Regions from separate parts of the Gossypium hirsutum genome. Here regions 1, 2 and 4 are each linked to region 3. A link is a contact called in public Hi-C data. All regions are on one chromosome and are shown on one strand. Each heading gives the region's core, a stretch centred on a gene start, on an enhancer-like site or on the middle of the called end of the contact. The rest is flanking DNA. Distances are from core to core; before and after follow the strand shown.

The links. Hi-C and Micro-C count contacts between places; a contact is called where the count stands out from the background.
Region 1: a Hi-C map of leaf shows a contact between it and region 3, with 1.8 times the contacts expected there. The contact joins the promoter of LOC107912604 here to the promoter of LOC107912578 in region 3. A contact is called at or near these places in 8 of 34 Hi-C or Micro-C datasets (callus, hypocotyl, leaf and 1 more).
Region 2: a Hi-C map of fibers shows a contact between it and region 3, with 1.6 times the contacts expected there. The contact joins the promoter of LOC107912568 here to the promoter of LOC107912578 in region 3. A contact is called at or near these places in 3 of 34 Hi-C or Micro-C datasets (callus, fibers and leaf).
Region 4: a contact with region 3 is called in a Hi-C map of leaf, with 1.7 times the contacts expected there. The contact joins the promoter of LOC107912596 here to the promoter of LOC107912578 in region 3. A contact is called at or near these places in 17 of 34 Hi-C or Micro-C datasets (anther, callus, hypocotyl and 3 more).

The regions. Positions count from the first base shown.
Region 1 is chrD08:24,495,408-24,499,883 of Gossypium_hirsutum_v2.1, reverse strand. It overlaps LOC107912604 (protein OS-9 homolog), which reads right to left and starts at 2,292. Exons shown (of 8, transcript XM_016840855.2): 1 at 1,955-2,292; 2 at 804-880; 3 at 1-147. The coding sequence starts at 2,039.
Region 2 is chrD08:24,110,216-24,114,384 of Gossypium_hirsutum_v2.1, reverse strand. It overlaps LOC107912568 (heparanase-like protein 3), which reads left to right and starts at 1,633. Exons shown (of 9, transcript XM_016840810.2): 1 at 1,633-2,072; 2 at 2,257-2,293; 3 at 2,370-2,553; 4 at 2,644-2,792; 5 at 2,877-3,107; 6 at 3,195-3,384; 7 at 3,473-3,598; 8 at 3,722-3,821; 9 at 3,903-4,169. The coding sequence starts at 1,845.
Region 3 is chrD08:24,279,524-24,283,792 of Gossypium_hirsutum_v2.1, reverse strand. It overlaps LOC107912578 (protein S-acyltransferase 24), which reads right to left and starts at 1,736. Exons shown (of 13, transcript XM_016840823.2): 1 at 1,051-1,736; 2 at 628-768. The coding sequence starts at 1,350.
Region 4 is chrD08:24,412,915-24,417,023 of Gossypium_hirsutum_v2.1, reverse strand. It overlaps LOC107912596 (leucine-rich repeat-containing G-protein coupled receptor 4), which reads right to left and starts at 1,523. Exons shown (of 16, transcript XM_016840841.2): 1 at 1,366-1,523; 2 at 136-465; 3 at 1-46. The coding sequence starts at 333.

The sequences.
Region 1 (4,476 bases), core at 1,043-3,542, 220 kb before region 3:
AACCTGTTTCTCAGATTCCACAATCATGCTACTAACGTTCTGCTGAGTAACTGGCTTTAGAGTCTTGGTTTTCTCCACCTTAGGCAAGAAACATAAAAAATTCTTTCCATCTTTATTAGGCATAAAAACAGACTCCTGATCATCATCCTGCGAAATGTTCCAGGCATTGTAATAGTAGATCACTAAAAATGGAACTTGATAGGTTCACATCAAAGGAAAACCAGCCCACTAAATGTATATGCACATGGAAAATTATGACAAGATTATGATGCCAAGATTTTCATTCGTCTTATTACCATTAATAACCCTCTTTTATAGAAACAGCACCAGGTTGCATGCCAAGATTACGCGGTCTCTCCAATTTCAAAATACAAACTTTCTTAAGCATTTGAACACAGTATGAAACAGTATGCTGAAGTGTGTTGCTAGATAAAAAGTATACTAATTTATTTGAACCCACTAATAAGCTGTAAATAATAAGAGCATGTTATGTAGAAAACTTTAAAATAAAAAAGTCCATGCTTATATTAAGAAGTACACATGTAAATAATTTCAGAAGTTTTACATATTACCATTTATAAATTTTACTTGCTCAAGGAAATATGCAGTGGTGAGAATATAGTTGGTTAAGTCATTAAAGATTATGTTCCCTATGGTCTTTTATTAAAATTGGACCCCTCCACCTATTGCCAGTAGGTTTTAGGTTGGATGTTCAATATGATAAAGCCCAAGTGAACATCCAGATGATGCTTTAAACCAAGGCTTGATGAGCAAAAACTGTTTAAAATTCTAATCTTACTTACGGGATGGTAGGGAGAGTCTTCAGAATGGAACTCAATCTTGTATTTTGGTTCACGGAAGCTTCGGCCAAGTGTGCCAGCTGTTTATCAGTTAAGTATTAGAAAAGCATCAGAAAACAAGAAAAACTTGATCCCAGTAGAACCAATATTCTAAATACTAAAAAAGAAAGAAAGAAGACTATGACATTGCCAATAAATCAGTTGCAATAGTTAGATGGAAACTCTGTATATGATAGAATCACGCACAAAGACGGACTAGGTTGCAACAATTAATAGCTCTTTCTAATGGCACTTGTGGTGAGTGAAGACCATGCATTCTAGTTTTTCTTCTTCTTTATTTCATTCTCCGGTTTCATTTGTTTCTAAAGTTCACCCATCTTTATTTAAGAACCAATAACCATTCAATTGACCCAAAGCCACAAAGGTATAAGAACATAAGCAACTTGTGGTTCTGTAGGTCAGCTATGATCCATAATATCCAAATTTATCAAACAATCAGCACCTAGCATAAATTTGCTTTCATGAATAAATGCTCACTTTCAAAAGTAGTTGGCATTCACAAGTAAAAAAACTAAATTCAACTGCAAATTCTTTCTAGTTGTGAAAAAGAAAAAAACACTACTGATGCCGAGACCACTTTACTCAGATCATAAAAATATTCATCATATTGTCTTGCAAGAAGCCCTAGAAGTAAAGTAGGCATCAATCCTAGGCTACCGAAGAACCACTAGTATCTCCCATTTGATCACAATACTTAATTGAATCAAATTCCAAAACCACAAAACCCCCTTCTCTAACCAACAAGGGATGTAGCTGTAATGAAGCTCCTTCCTGCCTTTGGTGCTAATTTCACTACTCAAGCACTACTAATGACTTAGTCATCAATTTCTTTACGGACAAATCGTTTTCCAATTGTGAATAAAAGAGGAACCTATGAACAACCATATACTACTAATTAACAATAAACAAGTAGCATGTCTTACAAATAATATAGGAAACATTCATTCATCTAAAACAATAAAATCACTGGGAATCGATATTTTAAGTCCATCTCATGAGCTCAACTCAAAGAAAACCCACAATTTAAAACCACACATACAAAATTAAGATTAATTAACACAAAAGGGGAAAAAAACTATGAAATATCGGCTTACCTACATGAGAAGGGAAAATCTGATCGGCTAAGACATTGCTGCACACGATACATAAAACTGCTACCAAACTAACAAATAATCTCATATTGCCTTGTCCTATTTTTTTGCTTTTCTCTTTTAAAAAAAAAACAAAAATATTGAATAATAATTTGTTTTGTGCCTGCTAAGAATAGGTAAAAGGAAAAGGATGTATCCAGTGCTGTTGAAGATGACTCAAGTCTACGCAGGTTGACCAATGTGATGTAGCCACGTCATGCAAAGCTGTGACACTGGCGGAGATGGGCTTCGTTTTTGTTTGTGTTTAAAAGCGTAAGCCTTCAACATGTTTATGGACCTAAGCCCCGAAATTATCCCATCTTCTAATACAAGGTGAAGTGTTTTAAGGGATAATATAATCTTTAGTCCTTTAACTTGGTAATTTTTTTAACTTTAATCTCTAAACTTTTTTGGTTCACATTAATCTTGAAACTTATCAGTTTTTTTCAATTTGGTTCCTAAATTTGGATTCCATTAATGCATGATGACATGACACTCTAAAATTATGTCACGTCATCACTTGAATTTTTATAATTTAAAAAAATTAATAATTTTATTGTAAATTATATATATTTGATTTTCAAGTGATGACATGGCACAATATAGAGTGTTATACCTTAATGCAAACCAAATTCGAGAAAGTTTCTAAATTTGGGTAGGGTTGTAAATGAACTGAGCTTAAACGAACAAACCTTTGTTTATGTTCATTTGTTTATTTAAAATTATGTGTGCTCATGTTCATTTGTTTAATGTTCACAAACATGTTCATTTAACTTAATCGAACATGTTCACGAACATTAAACGAACATCTTTATGAACATATAATTGAACATGTTTATGAACAATGTTAATGAATAATAAATAAACAAACAAACGATAAATAAACACATACACATATATTATTTAGATATAAAATAGTCAAATATTAATATTAATAATTATATTATAAATGAAAAAAATACAAACCAAGATAATTTTATTAATATATACTAATAGAACAATAAACGAGTTTTAAATTATTTATTAAACGAACTTTAAATGAGTTGGTTCATAAACATAAATGAACTAAATAAGCTTTGTTTGTATTCGGTTCGTTTAATAAACGAGCCTCAAAATCTTATTCATGTTCGTTTATTTATTAGCTTAATAAACGAACAAAAATCGAACTGTTCATCAAACACTCTGTTCATTTACAACCCTAATTCTGAGACTAATGCGGAGAAAATGTTTTTTAGACCAAGTTGGGAAAATTTCCCAAGCTTAGAGACTAAGGCTTTGCTTAGTAGAGTGGAAAGCTAATTGGAAAGATGAAAAATTAAAGAGGTAAAAAAATAGAAAATATAAATTTTCTTTTCGTAAATGTACTTGGTAGGAAAGATTAGACTTGTTCATGGGCCGAGTTAATAGACTAGGGGCAACAACCTAAATGAAAATGTATAAAGTGTACCATATGATTAATAAAGTATACGGATCCTTGTAAATAAATAATTTGAATTGTTAATTGTTCGTTTAAATAGATGTATGCTTGAAAGAATTGGTCTTGGGTGATTGATTCAAGAAAGACCTTAGGCATTATTTGAACTAGGCTAGAGCCTAAAAGCTTACCTTTTGCTATGTACCTCTAGTTCCCATATTTTGAGCCTCAAGTACCCTTTCTTTGTAACCTTAATATCAAAGCCTTGAACCTAAACGAGTCTAGCACTCAATCCTTCTTAGTCTCATTCTTTAAAATGCACTATGTAATGGACGTCGGGCCATGGACATTGAGGGATAGGTAGAGAAATCATGGTGGCTTTGTGTGAGAAAAGGAAAATGAAGAGATTACGCAAATCAGTATGTTAAAAAAATGGTGAACGAAAAAGTGCAAAATAAAAAAAAAAGAGAGCTAAATCAAATTAAGCTCGAAAATGAAAATCTTTTAGTTCACAAATACAAAATTTTGTATGTGCTAATCTCGTGTAGTACCTTCTATCATTTTAGGAGGAATAAGGTAGGCAAGAGAAGTAGGAATAAGGAGGTGAGCGTGCAAATTAATTGGGGGCAAATAGGGAACAATGTCATGTACTTAATCATTTCTAGTGCTTGAACCTGTTTTAAGTATCTATTTTTTGAATTCTGAACTGTCCTAAGCCTTAGAATGTTACAAGCCTGTAAGACCTTTGGGACCCGAATAAGCCACCAACATAATAATTAGTAAATAACTTGCATTTTTTTGAATGAACATGACTAATTCTTTTTAAATATCTATGATTGATCTGCATAATTTATTTTGATGGATAACACTTGTACATATGTTTATTTCCATTGCATTTACATCTATTGACATTTTAACTTAGCGAACTAACTATGTTTGCATTAGGAATAAACAAGTTAACTAGATATCACTCTTAAGTTGCATGTGAGATAGTTCTCATATGAGTTCGATGTTTTACCACTATGTGACTTAATTGCCTGATTTAGTCCAAGAGTTATATTTTCTTTTACAT
Region 2 (4,169 bases), core at 384-2,883, 170 kb after region 3:
GGATTAGTATAGAATGACATTCTAAGTTTTAAATCACTCAACAAACAAATTTTGTTGGTAACAAAAAATATCCGGAATGCATGAATTAGTTTATATATTTATTTATCAGATTAGATGATAAGATAGTAAAGCATGAGGAAGGATTATATGAAACTATGATTCTACGTCATTTTTATCCATTTCCTATAGGATAATGACAAATCAGATTTTTTTTCCTAATTTTTAGCTTTTTCCTCCTTAAAACATTCAAATCCAACTAAAAATGCTAAAAATCAGGAGGAAAAACCTGATTTGTCATTCTACTATTAAAAAGAGATAAGGATGACGTGGAATCACAGTGTCATACAATCCCTTCTCAGTAGAGCATATATGAACATTCTCTTGAATAAATAATTGATTTAGAAAAAAATTATTAAATTTTTATAAATTAAAAATAAGTAACATAAAAATATTTATAGATGTCATCATATTTGTAAAAGTTTACAAATAGTTTTAATAAATTAAAATTAAAAAAAATGTATACTAGAATTAGAAATAATTTTTTTATCCTGTAGTGAGATGATATGTACTAAATAAATAAAGAATTTAAAAGAGGAAATTGAGATATATTATTTTGTTTAGTTAATTTTTATTTAATACAAAGTAGTGGTGAATATCTCAGTTTTAGTTGGATCACCAAAATATGCCTTCAATCTTGTTATTATTTGAGGAATCCTCGTATGAGTGGTATGCACTTGTTTTATAATCAAAGCTTTGGTCATCCAATCGTAAAACAATGAAGAATATTTAATGATGCTGACGTGGGTTTCTTCCAACTTGTTCATTTACGTTTCTCCCTATTTGCTTCCATTTATTAGTAGCTAAAACAAAAAAACCAACGTCCTAACACATTTGATAATGGAATATCTATATTATTTCAATCATAAATTAATTTCACTTTTTAATACACACTACTCGATGTCCACGTATATATTTTCAATGCTCTATACAGCACTAACCATATATTAAGCAAAAATGAAATTTTGTTACGAGGAATCCCTAACCTATACCATTATCTTTTCATTATATCTAGGTTTAAATTGTGCAGTTAGTCCCTGTTACTTTAAAACGTAAAAAGATTCAGTCTTTTTTTTTAATTTTTTAATTTAAAAACTCTAGTCCAATTATAATCGTCATTGGTAGTTTCTGTCAAAATTTGTCAATGTAACATCTTTATTTTCTGTTAATTATACGAGCACAATCTAATCAAATTTTGAAAAAAAATACTTTTGATTTTAATTATTTGACTGATTTTTTTCTAAAAAAAGGAGGAATTAATTTTTAGCTTAGGGACTAAATCTCAAAATTTGACAAAGTACAGGGAGTAACTACATATTTTAACAAAGCCGAGGGTTTGCGGCTTTGACGTTCTTCATGCTTTCAAGGTTCTTACAAAACAGTGGATCCCACAACCTTTAGATTCAGTTTTGTTTGATAGGTTCAAAAAGCAAAATAAATAAAAAAGAAATCTTTGCTGTTTTCCTTAAGGGAATGCAAAGATGAAAGAGAACAACAGCCCATAATGGTCCCACTTAATGCAACTAATTCTAAACTGCTAACTTAATTAAACGAACATGGAAAGAAGCTTAACTTGATTCTCCCCATTTCCATAAAAACCTTTTATATATATATATAATATCCTCCTCTTTCTGCTTTTATTTTCACTTTTTGTCCCCCTTTTTATTAAAGAAAAAAAGTTCAATCTTTTACTTTTGCCTCCTATGGGAACTTAATATATCTTCAGCTCCATTTCCAGAACATTGAAGATCTAAATATTTTTTCTTCTTCCTGAGTTGAATCCAAAGATGGGTTTTTGTTTCTGGGTTTGTTTTATTAGTTTGTTAAACTTCTACAGCTTGAGTTTTGTAAGTTCACAAGCTGATGCAAGTGCTGAAGGGACTGTTTTCATTGATGGAAAAGCTCCGATTGGTAGAATAGATGATGATTTCATTTGTGCTACTTTGGATTGGTGGCCTCCTGAGAAATGTGATTATGGGACATGCAGTTGGGGCCTTGCTGGGCTTCTCAATCTGGTTTTTCTTCTTCTTTTCTTTGTTGTTTGACAATGATTTTCATAATGAACATAATGGGTCTTTTCACACTTTTGAGGGTATTTCTGTTTCAATCTGGAAAAAGCATATTTTCCCAGTTTAAAAGTGGTTTTGGCTGAGATGTTGTTTCATCTTCCTTTTCTTTTCTTTTTTTTTTCTTTTGCAGGATCTTAATAAAAACTTATTCTTGAATGCCGTTAAAGGTAAGGCAATTCTTTCCCATAAAAATCCATCTCAATTATTCTATTTTATTTATTTACCAGTCCCTATATTTTTCAGCTTTTTCACCATTGAAGATTAGGTTGGGCGGCACATTACAAGACAAAGTCATATATGACACTGATGACAATCAACTACCCTGCACTTCATTTGTCAAAAACACTTCTGAGATGTTTGGTTTTACACAAGGATGTTTGCCAATGAATAGATGGGATGACCTTAATTCCTTCTTTCAAAAAGCAGGGTATAAACACCATTTTCAATTTTCCTTGAGCTTCAACATTATGAATTCTTAATTCCACCATTAATTTAATTCAGCTGTTTGATTATTCAGAGCTAAGGTTATTTTTGGATTAAATGCACTTGCTGGTCGAACTATAGCCTCTGATGGTTCAGCCGTAGGTGCTTGGAACTACACCAATGCCGAATCTTTTATGCAATACACTGTTGACAAGAACTATACCATTCACGGTTGGGAGTTAGGTAAAAGAACTATACATGATATGTCTGAATTCTTGATAATGTATCGACCGAAACACATTATTTTTGTTATCTTTCGCTTGTCAGGAAATGAATTGTGCGGAAGCGGGGTCGGAACTCGGGTCTCTGCAGACCAGTATGCGGCTGACACAGCAGCTCTGCAAAGTATAGTGCAGAAGATATACCAGAATGTTGATTTGAAGCCGTTAATTATCACACCGGGAGGGTTCTATGACTCGGATTGGTTCACGGAATATATTGATAAGACAAACAAGTCCCTCGATGTTGTCACTCACCACATATACAACCTTGGACCAGGTATGGTTCCTATGTGCATAATCCAGTATAGGAGCTTAGGACATGAAAGAAGGTTTGAACTTGACAATCGTGTGTTTCTCTGTGTAGGAGTTGATGACCATCTTGTTGGAAAGATTCTCGATCCATCCGTTCTTGAGGGCGTGTCCGGAACATTCAGTGGCCTTCATAACATCATCAAGAATTCTACAACTTCAGCAGCTGCCTGGGTGGGTGAGGCTGGAGGAGCTTACAACAGTGGCCATAATCTTGTCACAAATGCATTTGTGTTCAGTTTCTGGTAATGTCGCAATACCTTGCTATCCCGAAGCTTAGGCCTTTCTGTCTGATAGATTTCTGATTCATTGTTCCTGGGACATGAATTGCAGGTATTTAGATCAACTCGGCATGGCATCCAAGTATGATACGAAAACGTATTGCAGACAGTCACTGGTTGGTGGAAATTATGGTTTACTAAACACCACCAACTTTGAACCAAATCCAGACTACTACAGGTAATTGCTTTTTCAAATTCTTTCATTACGAGCTTGCAGGATTCGAATTAGACCTATTACTTCAAAATAAGCTTTCATTTATCTAAGCCTAACTTGCATGATACTCTGCTTTCTCCATTGCAGTGCACTTCTTTGGCACCGGCTAATGGGAAGAAATGTTCTTTCGACAAGCTTCACCGGGACAGACAAGATCCGCTCCTACACTCACTGTGCAAAACAATCAGTAAGTTCATCTCATATGCAATTATCAAGCATTGTTAATCTTCCCTTTCTTGGACTTTGACCAAAGTTTCCTATCTTGCAGAAAGGCATCACACTACTTTTGATCAACCTCAACAATAGCACTACCGTCCAGGCAAAACTCGCATTCAATAGTACAATGAGCTTGCGACACAAGCACCGGTCTCAGATTTCAGACCATAAGCATAGAATTCATAAAACGACAATTATCAAGCTGCCTCAAGGCATTGATGGTAAAATAAGAAGAGAGGAATACCATCTAACAGCAAAAGATGGGAATTTACAGAGTCAAAGCATGCTACTTAATGGAAACATTTTAAGTGTAAATTCA
Region 3 (4,269 bases), core at 487-2,986:
TCTGGAGGTTGGAGTGAGAGCAATAAGTACATGTATTACATTATCATCCCACAAACAAATTGTAAACAGAAAAAATGAAAGCATAAGTTTGTGCATCAACTTAAGAAGCATAAGCCCACACTTGCATTATAAACTTCAAGACCAAGAAAAAAAAACACAACCACGAGAAAAGGGAAAAGAAAGTGTATCACCAACAGCAGTGAAGAACAGCTGCATAAATTAGAATATGATAGAGACGATACTAAAAGGAGAAAAATTAGAGAGGAAATATAAGGGGGATTTAATAGGTTAGCAAGCCAGAGTAAACAAGAATGCATAGCACTTCAACATTTTTTGAGGTCCTAAACTAGGAGAGAAAGGGAACAAATATCATCTGCAGCAACAGTCTTGACTAAAATGCATAGCAAAAATATATCTTCTTTAAGCCTCAAAAGATCAATATGATTTAATGAAAACCATATACTGCTGAGTTCTACTGCTCCTAAAACATATATAAATGATGCTTATGCTGGTATAAAACCAACTTCAAGCAGAGAAGAATGTCTAAACAGCCAGCACTGTTTAGACATTTATTTACATCACTGATCACATTCCCAAATCCATTTGACAAGAACCATATAATTTCACCTGGTAGCCATAGATGTCAGCAGCATGCACCCGAGCACCCTCTTGGAGTAAAATATCAGCAACTTGTATCGCACCTCGGACTGCACTCCAATGCAAGGCTGTCTGCCCATTGTGATCTGCTGCATGTATATCTCCACCATGCTAGCAAATAAAGAAAACCCAAAAACCAGTCACTTCAACCGAATTTAATCTAATGAAAACTTCAATACCAACATGACACAGCTCAAAAGCATGGATTCCCAAAAACCATTTCAGTAAACCCATTAAAAGCCTGATCAAGCAAACTTTTTAAAGATAAGGAATCCATAAACCAGATACCCAATAAACCCAGTTGAATAATAAATACAATCAACTCCAAACTCTGACAATAAAAGGCAATTCAGAAAATCCATCAAAACAACCATAAAAAGAAGGATAAAAGACCTCGATGATGTACTGAGCAGCAGCTGTTCTATTATTCAAAGCAGCCCATTGGAGGGCATAGTAACCAAGGCCATCAGGCTCGGAAAGAGAGCGACCCTCGTACTCAACCAACCTTTGGAGCTTCTCCAAATCCCCATAAGCAGCAACCGTGTAGACATCATTCCTCAAGCTCTCATCATCAACGAAACCACCAACAACCCCATTGTTCCCTCCCCCATAATATCCATTTCCATTCGCCACAACGCCATCCGATTGCTTCAAGGGTTGAACGTCTTCAACAACCTCGATCTCCGACGACATCTCTCCAAAAAAACCCAACAACCAAAACAGTCCTAAGAAGGAAAAATCGAAATCTCCTTTCCAATTATCTCCGGTTGACTTTGTTTCTGAATAATTTTTTTTAGTTTTCTCTTAAATTGGAAAAAAAAATGAAAAATGGTGGGGCCGGTTAGGGTTTTTCGAGGAAAGAAGGAGAAGGGGAAGGGGGGGAGGAATGTGGTTGCGCTTTGGCGTCCTTTCCGTTTTGACTAAAGAGGCCGAAACCAATCGAAAGCCAAAGCGATTATCCGTAGGAATGAAAGTCAATTTCAGAGACAAGGGAAGGAAGATCCATTGCCGATTGTTTCTCTCTTTTCTTTCTAATGTTTGCTCATTGACCCCGTCAACTTTACCTATTTACATCATTCAACATGTTCCTTTCCTTTTGTCAACTTGTATTTATTTCTTATTTTACTCATTTTTCATCAACGCAACTTTGTATTTCTTATTTATATTTATACTCCTTAGTGTTATATTTTTTAAAAACCTTTATTTTCATTAAAATATTAAAAAGTTATTTTCTTGAAAAATAATTTTACAGAAAAACCCACCATCCAAATCATCTAGGAGACAGGCTTTGGAAAGTTTTATTACAAGAAGGGATTTATTATAAATAAATAAAACCTTCTACGACGTCAATAACAAAATTCATCTCATAATATTTTAGTTATTCAACTTTTTTAAATCAAAATTTTTTTCAGAAGTGGGTCAATTTTGGTATTATCTGCGAGTCACACCTTCTATTTTAATTTTTCTTAATCTCAGTCCACATTATCATAATTTTTCTCCACACTTTCGTGGATTTTTATTTTGTCCATTCAACCCTTTTCTGAAAGCAGTTTTAGTTTTAGTTTTAGTTTTAGTTTTTAGTTTTCAATCTCTAGTTATTTCTAGTGTATATATGAGATTTGACAAGGTAAGGGTACCACCCAATAGATCTATGGGAAACTATTCTCAAACAGCCTTATCATGATAGAGTATAGTGATAGTGTTTGTAAAATTAGAATCCGAGATGATGATGAAGAGGATAGACTATCTCAGACTTGGCCTTTTGTGCATCACTGATGCGGTGGGTCCCTTGGGACTCTTAGCAGTAGTTTCTTGGTTGATCCGAGTTCACTGTTAGGTTGGTTTGACCTTCACAAAATTTGCCTACTATGTTCATCCAACCTTGACAAGAATTGCCTACTATGTTTGTTTCTTGTTTGTACAAATTTGAAGATGTTTTCCAAATGAGATGCCTACAAGTTTACTAATTTTTTGAGGCATTGAGTATTAAACCAACTTTTTGTTGAGTTTCATAATTTTTAATCGACTAGCTTATTAGAGTAATCATAAATATATAAAGGAGTTGCAAATGTAAGCGCAAGAACTATAGAAAAAGGGACATATTCAAGAATCCCTTAGTCCTTACATGGTTTCGATAATTTTAGTGCCTAAAGTTGGTAGTTTTAGAATGTATGTTGATTGTAGAGCTATTAATAGTCTTACCATTAAATATAAGCATCCAATTCCTAGACTTGACGATATGCTTGATGAATCACATGGTGCATCCATATTAATTAAAATTTATCTCAAAAGGAGTTATCATCAAATTCTAATGAAAGGTGATGATAAATAGAACAAGGACTTTAAAACCAAATATAGACTTCATGAGTGGTTGGTAATGCCTTTTGGTTTAACTGATGCACCTAGTGTTTTCATGAAAGTGATGAATCACATTTTGAGACAATATTTAGGTAAATTTGTTGTTGTTTACTTTCATGAAATTTTAATCTATAGTTGCATAATTGATGACCATGTTAAGAATGTTAGATTAGTTTTGAATTTTTTTTTGTTAGGAACATTTTTTATTCTTACATTGAGAAGCATATTCATAGACAAGTTGATCATTCTAGGATTTATAGTTAGTGCAAAAAGGATTGAATTTGATAAAGAAAAGGTGAGAATCATTTAAGAGTGGTCTACTCCTAAATCAAATTTTGATTATAGACTTGCTAGTTTGTATAAACATTTTGTGAAATATTTCTCCACACTCGTTGCCCTACTAATCAAAATCATCAAAAAGAATATGGGATTTAAGTAGGACAACAAGCAAGAGAAGGCCTTTCAAAATTTGAAAGATAAGTATTGTGGTGCACCTATTCTTAAACTTCCAGATTTTAATAACACTTTTAAGGTAAAATGCAATGCTTTAATGTTGGTGTTGGAGCCATTTTAATGCAAGAGAGAAGGCCAATTACTCCACCTATGACAAATAGATTTATGCCTTAGTAAGATCTTTAAATGTGTGGTAACACAACTTGTTGTTAGAATCCGATTACGAGTCTGAAAAATAAAATTAAAGTAAACAAACATTCATCAAATCATAGTGCAAAGGAAGAATAAAACATACATTCAATTGAATTCTTCCAATGATCAGTTTGAACATTTTTATTACCCTAAAACACAAAAATCAATAGAAGAAATAATACTTTGAATAGGGTAGTTGCATCCTTTGTAACAACCCTCACCCGTCGCAACGTATAGTATGATTGAGAGGTGCTACCAGAGTACTTTGCAAACCATAGTCAAAAATTTCTTTTAATAAAACATCATTTGGTAACCTTATAGATTTTATTTAAAAAATTCCCAAATTCAAAAAAGTTTGAAATCATTTTAGGTCATTGAATACATATTAGGACCCATTTAGATCATAAACCAAATGTTTGAGACTTATCGGCTTAAATTAGGGTATTTCGGGTTTATAGAAATAGGGGTTTTACTAATCTTAAAACTTTAAAACATTTTTATAAAATCATTAATCCAAGTTTAGGATAATTAAAAGTCATTAGAGACAATTTAAAATCATTTTGAAGATGCACGGGGGTTGTCGGAAGTGCTCGAAACCCAAAACGGACC
Region 4 (4,109 bases), core at 274-2,773, 130 kb before region 3:
TTATATCCTTTGGCAGCATTGTGAATGAACTATACTGGTTGATGTCCTGTGACAGGAAAAGAATATAATTTCAAGAAAAAAAGAAAAAAAAATTCCCCTTAAGGACATGCCAAATACCAATGTGATAAGATATACTTCGCATATTTTATCGATGCATAATTCCATGAGAGACGGGCAAATGGCCAATCCAGGCTGGTGAACCACCATGGGCCGAGAAAAGGAGGTTAGAAGCCACTTTGAACTACCACTTTTTCCGTACCTTCCAGACACTCCTCTTCTCATTCCATCTTCAACGACCTGTTGGTCTCTTTTCCTTGAACACACTCCCCCCATTTGACTAATAGCCTAATAAATTATCAATAAATATCATGAAGCAAGAAGAAAAACCAATTTACTCCCCATTTTAGAACCATCAAACATGGGCTGAACTCTGAAGTCTAAAAGCTGCTTCACCTTACAACACAACTGAACAGAAGCAACAGCATCAGAGAGTCAGCTCTTTAAAGTGTACTATGAATGCAAAATCAAAAGACCAACAAAACCATTATCTCGCATAAGTGACATAGGACTTATGTATAAATCAAAGCTAGCAGTATTCATCCCGAGCATTGTGAATGCAAAATTCTCGTTGGTAAACAGAAACGGTCATAGATTCATAAAAAAAGAAAAAATAAATCAAAATCAGAGCCAACGAAAGCAACAGTTACAAAGAAGCTCCTGAAATCAAACTTTGAATAGTTTAAGGGATATCTCGTCGTGAGCATTGATTAACAATAAATACAGTAATTAAAGGGGAAAAAACAAGCTTAAGAAACAGAACGTTTAAGTGTTTAAATAACAAATTAAGCTGCATCTAATTCTTAACTTGCATCCCGAAAAAGCCAACATACATAAATTACAAACCCCGAGAATAAGTATTCAAAACCCCATTTAAAGGACAACGCATAACCTCCCTCGTTAAACCATAAAATAAAATTAATAAATGCAACTAAACATTTAAAAAAATAAAAAGATCATATGAAACGATGATCAGGAAGTGTTTTTACTTTTTACACCACATTCACCTGTCTACTCTATCATCAACAAAAGTTTTTCTTTTTACAAAAAAAAGAAGAGAAAAGATTATCAATGTAACACGTCAAAAGAAAAAAAAACTTCCTCATAAAAATTCACAATTTAAGGAGCGAAGAGCTAAGGATAGTTGATTTCTGGTGCTTTGGCAAAATAAAATAAAAGAACTTTAACTTTTTTTTCCTCTTGAGGAATCAAAAAAAGAAAGGACGGAAAAAAGATCCTAAGAAATAAAGACCACAGTATCGAATAACGATCATTATCACAAAAAAAAAAAAGAGAGAAAAAGGAGACCTTAGAAAGAGAGATATAATCATCAGATCATAATCAGAGCGGAAAAAGGCAAAACACTTGCAGAGAAATAGAAATGGAAGAAGAAGAAGGAGGAGGAAGTGAAACTGAAAGAGCAAGAAAGCAGGGGAAACAAGTAGAAGAAGTGAGGGGGAGTGTGGAGACTTTGAAGCCGCCTGATGAGTGCCACGTGGAGAAACTTTGATGGAAAAGGACAGGTGGTGGTGTATGAGATAAGAGCGATAGGGAAATGTGGGTCCCACATAGTCCCTGTTCTTTCTGCTGGACCGTTTCGGCTCGCGGGCCGGCGAGAAGGGGAAACAAAAAAAAAAAAGAAGTTTATCCAATTTTATTTTCATATTCTCCTTCTACAAGCTACTTAGTCAATACCCATCATTCACGTAGCCGCCATGCTTGTCTTCTTCTTCTTTTATTTTTTATTTTTATTTTGCTTGTTGAATTTAGATGGATAATAATAATAATTTATTTAAAATCTTTACCTTATTATTTTGCATTTTATTTGATCACGCTCGTGACATCATTTACATAATTGTTTCCTTAGTACTCCTAAATAGTGATATTTTTTATTTGCTTTGTGACTTTTAAATGTCTTTTGAAAATTTTAAATTAATGTTTATGGAATTGAAAATAATTTTCAGTATCGATTCAATTGGTTTAGATGATTAAAAATAAATAAATTATTAAAAATTATAAAAATTGATTTAGTTGTCAATTATTTAGTTAGCGAGATAATTTATTTTTCTCATCAATTCAATATCTCAATTGATTCTCGATCCCATAGATCAATCCGATTCAAACAGCATTTATCAAAGTACACTTTTAAACTATTTATACTGGCTCACGTATTAGGTTATATCCGATACTAAAAGATTATCCCCCTTCAAAAAAAATTCACAAGGCCTAGAACATTTAATTAATCTAGTTATTAATAACAAAGATTCAACAAGCTAGCTAGAAAGGATCATGAGCAATCAAGGTTGCAAGACTAGCAAGCTCATCATTAAACACATTAAGAAGATCAACACACTAACGTGACTATACCGATAATCAACAACCATGCAACGAGTAACCCAAACTTTTGGTATAAATTACCTAAGTTACAACTATCATTCTATTTATTTATATTATATTTCTTGGAATTATTGGTAAAAAGTCCTTAATGAAAAATAAAAAAATTATGAAGCCCTTAACAAAAATTATCACCCAATTGAGCCTTTAAAGGATGAAAACTAATCAATCAAACTCCTCTGTTAATATTGACCATTTTTGACCATTAAGATTCGCTGATGTGTTTGATAGACCAATCGAAAGACACGTAGCAGTCACGTGTTGCCATCCAAATGAATCTGGACAATCATTTGTCCAAGTTCATCATAGATTTTTTTAAATATTTATTTTTTTAAAAATATTTGTTGATGTGACAAAATGTCATGTCAGCATGATGTACATGTGGCCACTATGTGTCACATTTCGATTGGTTTGTCAACCACGCCAGCGAGATTTAACGGTCAAACCTAGTTAACATTAACGAAAGGGCTTGATTGATTAATATTTCATCCTTTAAGGGCCCAATTGAGTGCTAAATTTTGTTGAGGGCTTAATTGATTTTCTGATTTTCCACTAAGGGCATCATTTACCAATAAGCCTATTTCTTTTTACCTCCTTAAACCATATTGTTTTCCTATTTCATTACAATTCACCCTAAAGTAGAGATATAAATAAGACATTAGTGTTTACAATTTATTTGAGTTTGACTCAAAAAATTTGAACTCGATTCGATAATTATCAAGTCAAGCTCAAGCTTGAGTAATTCGAGCCAAATTCGAGCTTAGTGATAGAACCTGATCGAGCTTTTCATTTTTAATATATATTTTAAATATTTTTATAAATGATGATTGGAAATTCGTAAGGTAAGCGTACATGTCGATCAAGTAACAAAGTGATATCGTTCCCAAAATGACCAAATTCTAGGTTGCTAAGTACCAACAATTCAGTTTTTATCTAATCCATGTCAATAAAATAAATTCTAATTACAATTAATTAAACTTAAGCAAATTATGAAGATTTTATTAAACTAAAACAACAAAATTTCCCATGTTTCTCAATCAATTTTAAAGACTTGAAACTCTAACTTCACCTAATCTAACTATCAATTATCTCTCATTCAATTGCTCAATCTATGTAATTACTAACTCAGGATTCAATGGTATTAACTAGACCTTTCTAATGTCTCGAGGCTAGAAATTAAGTCTAGCAAACCATACGGCCTTAGGTGATTTCTTTACTTCTAGTCCGCCTAAGTCAGCCTATCTCTCAAAAATGAGATTTCTTACAGAAATTCTCTAAGATACCGAACTATAGAGGAAGTAAATTCAAAAGACAAAGGAACTCAAATCAAAACAAAAGCCACAAGAAAACTAAGCATGCCAAGTTTTTGAGTACATGATCTCAAAAATATTATTTAACTCAAGAATGTGATATAATGGGATGATTACAAATAAAGGGAAGGGCTCTATTTATAGTTGAGTTTCCCTAGATCCAACGATACAGTTTGAGTTACATCAATGATTGAGATTAGTTCCTATCTACAAGATGAGAGTCCTAAGGGATTTAAATTCTATACAATCTTATCCCTTAGGATTTACAATATTCACCATGGTAACTCTAGTTTAAATAGAATGTTTCACTGGACTATCAAGGCTTCAAGTAGATGGGATTATCCATGT